Linked DNA regions of Zea mays: all the other regions are linked to region 3. The links are chromatin contacts, called in public Hi-C maps. All regions are on one chromosome and are shown on one strand. Each heading gives the region's core, a stretch centred on a gene start, on an enhancer-like site or on the middle of the called end of the contact. The rest is flanking DNA. Distances are from core to core; before and after follow the strand shown. Region 1 holds the start of LOC124188254. Region 2 holds the start of LOC100285572 (calmodulin binding protein). Region 3 holds the start of LOC100279149 (alanine aminotransferase10).

The links. A called contact is a pair of places that touch in the nucleus more often than the background predicts.
Region 1: a contact with region 3 is called in a Hi-C map of root tip, with 2.1 times the contacts expected there. The contact joins the promoter of LOC124188254 here to the promoter of LOC100279149 in region 3. A contact is called at or near these places in 7 of 25 Hi-C or Micro-C datasets (bundle sheath, ear, endosperm and 2 more).
Region 2: a contact with region 3 is called in a Hi-C map of leaf, with 4 times the contacts expected there. The contact joins the promoter of LOC100285572 here to the promoter of LOC100279149 in region 3. A contact is called at or near these places in 4 of 25 Hi-C or Micro-C datasets (endosperm, leaf and tassel).

What each region holds. Positions count from the first base shown.
Region 1 is chr2:218,445,274-218,448,151 of Zm-B73-REFERENCE-NAM-5.0, forward strand. LOC124188254 reads left to right here and starts at 1,375. Exons shown (of 2, transcript NM_001401381.1): 1 at 1,375-1,616; 2 at 1,906-2,878. The coding sequence starts at 1,909. It also overlaps the pseudogene LOC100382199 and the pseudogene LOC124188255.
Region 2 is chr2:218,505,283-218,508,208 of Zm-B73-REFERENCE-NAM-5.0, forward strand. LOC100285572 (calmodulin binding protein) reads left to right here and starts at 1,351. Exons shown (of 1, transcript NM_001158463.2): 1 at 1,351-2,855. The coding sequence starts at 1,552. The coding sequence ends at 2,598.
Region 3 is chr2:218,310,694-218,313,564 of Zm-B73-REFERENCE-NAM-5.0, forward strand. LOC100279149 (alanine aminotransferase10) reads right to left here and starts at 1,587. Exons shown (of 14, transcript NM_001346063.1): 1 at 1,267-1,587; 2 at 890-940; 3 at 519-569; 4 at 341-406; 5 at 182-243. The coding sequence starts at 1,533.

The DNA of each region.
Region 1 (2,878 bases), core at 125-2,624, 130 kb after region 3:
CCAAAGCATTCTGTGTAGTACCTACCAGAATCATATTATGTCACATAAAAAAGCATAATCATAGCTGCAGGTGTTGCAAATGTCATTTACAATACAACAGCATACTTGATTGTGCGGTCCAGATCCCCAACACGGTAAACTGCATGGAGCATCCTCTTTTTGTCCTGTTTATGCCAGTCAACCACAACCTCAGCTGCCTTCGAGGCTTCACTATCGGTTGCCATCCCTGATTAAAGAGTTGCACATTTCATAAGAACAAGGGAGGAAAGTGATCTTAAATAAAACGAAGAACGAAAGCATCAGGCTTTCATATTGCTTGAAAACCCCTCTTTTTCTTTCAATAGAGGAATATACATCTCAATTACTCAAAGCTTTTCTCTGAAAAGCAGAAGATTATCAGAAATATCACGCTTTCCGATACACTAAAGGATCCGTGCTCAAATGACAGAACACGAGGTGAATGGACCTCCTTTTTTTCACGGTCCATTTTTCATCCGAATGCCAACCTACATCTAAATCTTTTTTTTTATACTGAAAAGGACAGCAGCACGGGTTGCAGCTCAACCAAATCAAACACACAAAGATGCAAGGCTCCGCCTTGGAGAACTTTGAGGATGCATTAGTCATCTATCTGACGGACACACAGCAAAATGAACGAAGATGGAAGTCCTAACAAGATAGGAACCCAAATCTAGGGGCACGGCCAGCCATCTAGGTGACCACGCGGGGGGCGGCCAGACGGCCAAGCGGAGGCGGGCGGGGGTCAGCGGCCAGCTTCTACAGAGGAACGGCGAGGACGGAGCCAGGCAACGGCGCGACGCACGCAGGACGCGAGACCTCCGCCTCGTCGACCGCTTGTTCGGAGCTAGGCGAAGTCGAGCTCCTGTCTTGTTCATTGGAAGCTTTATTTAAGAGTGTTTTCCAATGAGCTCGTGTTCCTTGGCCACCACGGCCGCGATGAGGCGGGGCCGGAGGGAGACGGGGCGAGCAAGTCGCGGCGGCAGCGAGGACTGAAGGCCGAGATCTGGGGCAGGGCAAGGGAGAGGGCGAGGTGCGACGGGAGAGGTAGGGAGGAACCACTCACAACTCGATTGCATAAAAAACTCGGGTCCGGAAGCTGGTTCCTGTCTGACGACGCCGTACTCAAGCCACACGTCGTTCGAGCTGTGGCGGACTGCCCGTGAAGCGCGGGGAGAAGCTCAAACTCCACCGGGTTTTAATAAAAGGTAATAAATAGAAATATTATAGTGTTTCGACTTTGGACCAGCGATAACAAAAGTGAACGGGTCGGTGGGCCTTCTCTCGTAGACCTGTTGCCGGTTGAGCCGACTTCAGAAACGGTTCAACCGGTCCCAGTCCATCAGCTGTCCGAGGGATAAACCCCACTCTATTCTTCTCTCTTCTCTCACTTATTCCTCTCCTCCTCAGGTTCAAAAAAGACAGCATCTCCTCACCTCTCCTCTCTGCTCCAAAGAAATCACTTCCTCGTTCTAGATCCCGCGGAGTTCAGTTTGAGGGGCAAGGGTTGTTGGATTTGGATCTCTCTCATCACGTGCCCCTCCCTCCCCTTTCTCAAGTTTCAAATCTTCATTTGCACGGGAACTTCTCTTCTCAAGGTATTTTACCTTTTGTATCCTCGATCTACTTTTTAAGGCATTTAAGTCGAATCCCTTTGGAGCCAAGGCTCACACTGCAACATGGAACAAGTGCTCAAAAGAATTCGAAGTTTTGGATGGATAGTTTGAGAGAGAGAGAGAGAAAAAAATCTCTCGTGGCGGCTTTTGACTGTGCAACGGCGGCTGAACCGCCCCCACACAGTTTAGCCCCACTCTCGATCCTATTCTTGACTAGTTTCTTTTCTCAATCAATCTAGGCTCACCCCCTTTGTGTTTATCCTTCTCTTAGAAGATGGTCCGCAGAAGAAATCCGTCCATTATTGAGGGAAGCGAAGGTGAAATGGACAATCAAATCGAAAGTGAAGAAGAAATTCATGAGAAACGTCCTCGCCTCTTTCAAACCGGTCCAGTCAACAGGCAGGCTCAAGGTGACAGTGAGAGCAGCGCTCGGCCCCAAACTGTTCACGCAACAAGAGGTGAGAGATTTCCCTCTCTTCGGCGAAAATTCGCAGGGCAATGCCCTCGCCGTGTGGCAGATCCAAATGCGGATGAACCAGCTAGTGATGATGATGGTAAAAAAGATGATGTTGTAGCACTTCCTCCGGATGATGCTCCTCTCATTAGGGATCTTGTGCTACACAGGGCCAAAGCCCGTCGTAATCCAAATGAACCTCAAATGGATTACAGTGCGGGCAGCAACAGTTTGCTTCAATACATAAGGTATGAAAATCCAATGAAGTGGGCAAGAGATAATCGAATTGACGGTCACAGATTTTGGAATCTCTTTCATGTGGACTTCTACAACTCAGTAATCATGACTAAGAAGCACCAACCTATCATCAAACAAAGATCTATAAATTGGGCTGAATGTGAGCAGATGAGAGATAAGGAAATGACTAGAGCTCTGCGAGCATGTGAGGCTAAAGGAATGAAGAACATCATGCTTTTCTCTTATGATTGGAACGACGAAGTGATAGCCCAATTTTACTCAACTCTATGGGTGAAGCTGAGCAGTGATGATTTGGGTGCCTATGCCTATCCATACATGAATTTCAACATTGAAGGACAGTGGTATAAGGTGAGCTACCGGCGCTTTGCTCATATTCTTGGGTTCACTGATTCTGAGATCCATCCTGATCGTAGATGCATCCACAACTATTCTCTTCCACCTCGTGCCGAAGTAATTGACATGCATGTGGTGCCTACTGACGACATGTGGAAAACTACAAATCTGCAAGGTTATTACAGGTATCTCAACTCCA
Region 2 (2,926 bases), core at 101-2,600, 190 kb after region 3:
TACTCAGTTGCTCTCGCCGTTGTATGTTTCGATCTCAGCTCGTCGCGTCGACGATGCAGTAGTACGTCTTCGTTGTTCAATCGTCGTCGTCTCTCAACGAAGCTAGCACGTACGACCTGATGTCTGAGGCGAGAGGAACAACGGTCGCCTCGTGTGTGTTTGGAACATTATGAGTTTTTTTCATCTACTTCCCGGCCGGTGAGAAGTAAATCAAATTATACCTTGCTAAATTAATGTGATGAAATTCTTAATCAAACTTTACATGTCCAGGCAGTTTTATGATTTTTCGCCATCCCATTGCTTGACGCGTAGCGCCAGAAATTCTCAGAGTTTCTATGCCCTTTTTTACACAACTCCTAAAACAACTTCAGAGCTGGTCGGGGGTGCGTTCATTTGTCAAAATAGTTAAAAAAATAAACGGGTTATTTTTAGTCTCTCTATTTTATTTTATTTTAGTCTCTATCTGTTATTATCTATCGTGACAGTAGGGCCCTTACACATCAGTTAACAACCAGCCACAAACCTTTGTATTAGTCGACTCGACACCAGGGTCTGGGCACCTAGGCAAAGGTGTTGCTTCCCCTTGGTCCACATAAAGATCAAGTGCCCTTTTGCAAGATGGTTCTTCACCACACCGCCACAATGAACTACTCACAATTATCTGCAAGCTTGAATGGATCACCAACAAACTCTCCGAATGATCACAACACTCAAAACTCTAGGTTTTGAGAGTCAAATCCTTCTTCTTGTTTGAAGAAGAGTCTCTTAAGCATACATCTCATAATTGTTGACCTTTTCCTCATGATTTGAGTTGGTTTAAAACAATGAGTCTCATACTGTGACATCGAACTTCGAACTTCGGATCCATTTTTAGATATAGTTTTGTGAAAAGTTTGTTTATAGAAAAGTTTCTAAAAAACAAAAATGTAAAAATTTCACTGCAGAGCATCTCACCGTGCGTGCCATCTGCCATACAAAACCTATCGTCTTGGCGTCCCCCACGGTTGCCAGTCGCAGTGCCTGTTTGGTTTGTGGCTAAATGTGCCACACTTTGCCTAAGATTATTTGTTCGAATTGAATAACTAACCTTAGACAGAAAAGTTAGGCAAAATGTGACAACTGAGGTAGTGAACCAAACATGCCTGCAGTCCTCCTCTAGCTAGTCTGCAAGCGCGGCCGCATGGATGAAACAAAGTTGACAAACTAATAATCTGCTCATATATAGTATCAAGTAGTGCTTTATATTATTAGTATTAAACTAAACCAAGTTGTGTATACGACCACATGCATGGTTGATGTCTTAATTGGAGACGGCTTTTAACGTCTCCATCTCTCTATCTCTCTCTCGAGCTTCCTTCTGCCTTCCTCGGTTGGAGTATGAGGAATACCTTTCTCTCTCTCTACCAGTATAGTACTCCCAGCCAAAAACTTGACTCTACAAAAACGAAATCCCAAGGCCTTTTAAAGGAGCAAGCAAGCAAGCAAAGACGACATAGGATAGGAGGTGGTAAAGAGAGAGAGAGAGCCAGAAGCGAACGAGGAGGATTCGAGATGGAGGTGGTGGTGCCTGTCATGGCGCCAAGTGCGCCGTGCAGCCCAAGAACCGCGGCCATCGCCGGCGACCACCTCCCGGCCTACTGCTACTTCTACTCCAGCGCGCCGACGAGCCCGTCCAGGGCGAGCTGCGCGGGGGGCGCCGCCACCGCCACGACCACGACGCCGGGCTCGGGCGACGAGGCCACGTTCGACTTCACGCTCGGCTTCAGCGGGCAGCTGCAGGAGGCCACGCCGACCCTCGCGGCCGCCGACGAGCTCTTCGAGGGCGGCAGGATCCGGCCGCTGAACACGCCGCACCCGAGCATCCCGCTGGCCGACGACGCCTCGAGCTCCTCCTATTCCGGTGGCCCTCGGTGGTCCCCGAGAAGAGCCGGCGGCGCGGATCGTCGGGCGGAGGCACCGTTGGAGAGAGGCAGGTCGGGCTACAGACCCGCCGCCTCGACGGCGGCGGCGGCGGCGGCGGCCTCGTCGAGGAGTAGGAGGGCCACGAGGTCTCTGTCCCCGTTCAGGGTCAGGGGCGGCGGCGGCGGAGGAGGAGGCGTGGACGACGACGAGGAGTCCCCTCCGTCTCCCCGAACCTCCATGATGCGGGGCTGCGGCAGCGGCAGCAAGAAGTGGCGGCTCAAGGACCTGTTCCTGTTCCGCAGCGCGTCGGAGGGCCGCGCCACCACCGGCGGCGGCAGCAAGGACCCGCTGTTCAAGTACACCATGCTGTCGTCGTCGTCCCAGCAGACGCTGCGGACCGGCGGCGACGGCAGCGCGTCCATGCGCAAGGGGAGAGGCTCCGCGGCGTCGGCCAGCGACATGCCGATGCCGTACGCCGTGCCCCGGGGGGCGGCGGCGGCCGAGGACGCGCGGCGCCGGACGACGGCCACCACGCCGCTGCCGTTCCACCGCAACAGCCTCTTCGGCTACCTGCGCTCCAACCCGGCGATCCACAGCATCAGCCGGAAGCTCGGGGGCGGCGGCGGCGGCAGCAGCAGCAGCCATCCCGTACCACCCGCCGCCTCCAACTCCAGTAGTCGTGGCAGGCCGACATGATCCGTCCGCATACCGCAAGCAGTCCCGAAACCTTGACGGCGATGCAGCTCGACGCAGAAGTGGCCGCCGGCGGCCGTTTTTATCTCCCCACCCCACTCCTTTTTGTTCCCTTGTAATTTAATTTGATGCGTATTCTTTCGTTTCATGTGAACCAACAAGGTACTAGTAGTTAGTGTAGATATGTACGTACGTACGTACACGGCGGTATGTATGTATCCCCAAGGATTTCTTTGAAGAAAGAAAAGATAATTAGCGTATTTTTCCCTCTCATCGATACGGTTATTAATTTTCCTCGCGCGTCGCGCGCGTCCCATGCCGGCCCGTGGAT
Region 3 (2,871 bases), core at 337-2,836:
AAACATAAATCAACATTCTAGCTAGGCCCAACAACAAATTGTGTAGTTGGCCACCTACTTAACACATAAATGATCAGTTTAGTAACTATGAAACCTATTCAAAATTAAGCGTGTCAATATGCAAATATTCCATTAGCACCGATTTACTCTTGCTTCTCTAATATTGAATTCTTGCATGTACCTGTATAAAGCATGCGTTTCACTTTTGTCCAGGAGAGCTGGATTCTCACATAAAGATAGAACCTGAAAAAGGCAACACGAGCTAGTATATAGTAAGCAACCATGAACCGTTCCATCGGTTGTTGTTCCACAACCAAAACACCAAGGAACGCAGACTCACTTCTCTGAAGTAGGTAACTGGCTGTTGGCCAATGGAATGGGGATTTCCAATGTTACAGTAGAGTATCTGCCATTAAAATAAATAGGTGTAAGTGTAACATAAACTCCATTGACCATCGAAAGCAATAAGCGAAGAGAGATGCAGCTAGTAGCTAGCTCATGGGATCCAGAATACAAACCTCATCAAAAGGAAGCGATTCTGGATTTCTCTGCAGTTCTTGTTGCAATTTCTGCAACAAGGAAATCAAGATCATAACCGAGTCAAACAGAATCGTTTTAGAAACAATTCCCTCGTAGTCAACTCCTCTTTCAAATAATAAATGTAAGGTTGTATAATGTCAGCGTCAGCATATACAGACAGGATCGACTTCTAGCCTAACTCCTCTTTCAAATAATAAGAAGTAGTATGGGACAGGAGTTGATTTTTTTTTGAATTAAGAACGTGGGGTAGCGATAAATATCTCCATTCTCCAAGTTACTCGAGACGCAAAAAATTACTATCGATTATATTTCTTTTCGTTTTTTTTGGGGGGGTTTATATTTGACATACCTGAGCACGTGTGACAATCTCTCCCCGGACTGCAAATTGACACTTCAAGACCTGAAGGAACAAAAACAAATCACATCAATTGACAGAGGGTAATACAGTTAGTTTGCAGTCCATGGACACTGGACTCCCAACGATTACAGCACGAACGGAACAGGGCGACCCAACTAAAAAAGCAGCAGCACAGCACAGCACACTAGGCTATCTCTCCAGCAATTAGTGCAAAACAAGTACTCCTCCTAAGTGCAAACGGAACAGCGTTTTGCACGGACATGCATGCGCACGGTTTGCTGTCCACCAGACAGAGAGCATCCCAAACTAGCTAAACAGAGGAACCAAAGAAGAAGGGGAGGGAGGGGCCGGGGGCACAAAAGCGGCACCTTGGGGTTGATGGTGTCGAGCGACACTGGCGGCACCTTGGGGCTGATGGTGTCGAGCGACACCGGTGGTGGCACGCCCGCGACCGCCGTGGACATGGCGGCCCTCGCCATGGCGGCGGCAGCAACCGGCGCCGCCGCCCCGACTGGGGAGGTTGGATGGCGAGGCGCCGGAGCGTGACGCGACGGCGCTGCTGCTGCTCTGGAAGCTGCGCCGCGCAGGGACGCGGCCACCGCGCGGCGCGCCCTGTCGGCGGCGAAGCGGTGCATGGCGGCGGCAGCGTAGGAGCTAGCTTTGCAAAAACAAATTCTTTTACCAAAAAAAAAAGCAGATACGCTCGTTGAGGTAGCAGTACCCCGTAGGCTTTTTTTTATACTACCTGATCTGATGGTAGTAGATATACCGTGGCGTTTCACTACCATGCATGTGCATGCATGGCGCGGCGGTGACCATATCCCGGTCGTCGTGTCGTGTGTGCTGCGACCTGCGAGCCAGCCTGGCTGTGACGTACGTACGCTAGCTGCTGCTGCAGGTATCGAGTTGTTGTCTGGCCCAATCACCACGGTCCCGAGTCCCGACCCCTCCTGTTGTGCCTGTACGAAAATATCCACGGCAGCAATGGGTCCGCAGCTTGGACCGCCACTGGAGAGCAACCCTATTGAAGGCCTTGTTTGGTGGTTGGTACACACTACACACACCACACGTACGTCCTTAAAATGTCCTTGTCTGCCCAACCCAAAACGTTCAAGTTGTCAAGTTACTATTTATTAGCAATCAGGGTAGTTGGTCACAGCAGCGCTAACAGTTATAAGCCGCTGTGTGGTAGCTCAGCTTTTTAAAAAACCAGCATGGTTTACAAAAAAATACCATTGTTAGAAATACCACTGTATGTCTCTATAACATAAAGACTAGTACTTCCGTTAGTATGAGAATCCGTCCCAAGGCTTTTATTGATAGATTCATACAATGCTTGATGCACGCCATTTCAAAAGATCTCAAACGTGATACTAATTTGGGACGGAGTGAGCACTATGATTTTCCTCTACTGCACCCAAACCACACGCACAAACAGGCAACAGCAGACTACAATGCAGAATCTGAGTGCTACTGCGGCAAGCTAGTGAAGTGACTGTTCCTACCTACAGTGTTGCGCCAAGAAGTGCACAAGCCAGTACAACGTGACTTGTCCTTGCCGCTCTCCTAAATGGACGGACCCAATGTGTTTGCTCTTTTTTTTTAAAAAAAAAAAACTGTTCTGCTTCAGTCCACATGGCTGTTTGCATGCATGCACAACGTCGGGCCGCATGCATGCAGGAGGGACAGGAACAGGATCCGCTTGTCCTCTCCGCGCGACGGGGCTGGACTGGACTGGATGTGGATCTACCTCTACCTCCTCCAACTACGACCTTGGAGTAGAGGGTAGTGGGTAGGTAGGACGTAGGAACCGGATCAACCGGCAAAGGAAAGAGAATCGCGTGTGCCACAGTGCCACTCTTCCCAAATCCCAATGCACGTGACAGGGCAGCGGAGAGAGAAGGACGTACGGAGAGGGGAGAACAGGTAGTAGGTGCCTGCGCGGGAGTACGAGAGCGAGGCGTGGACGCACC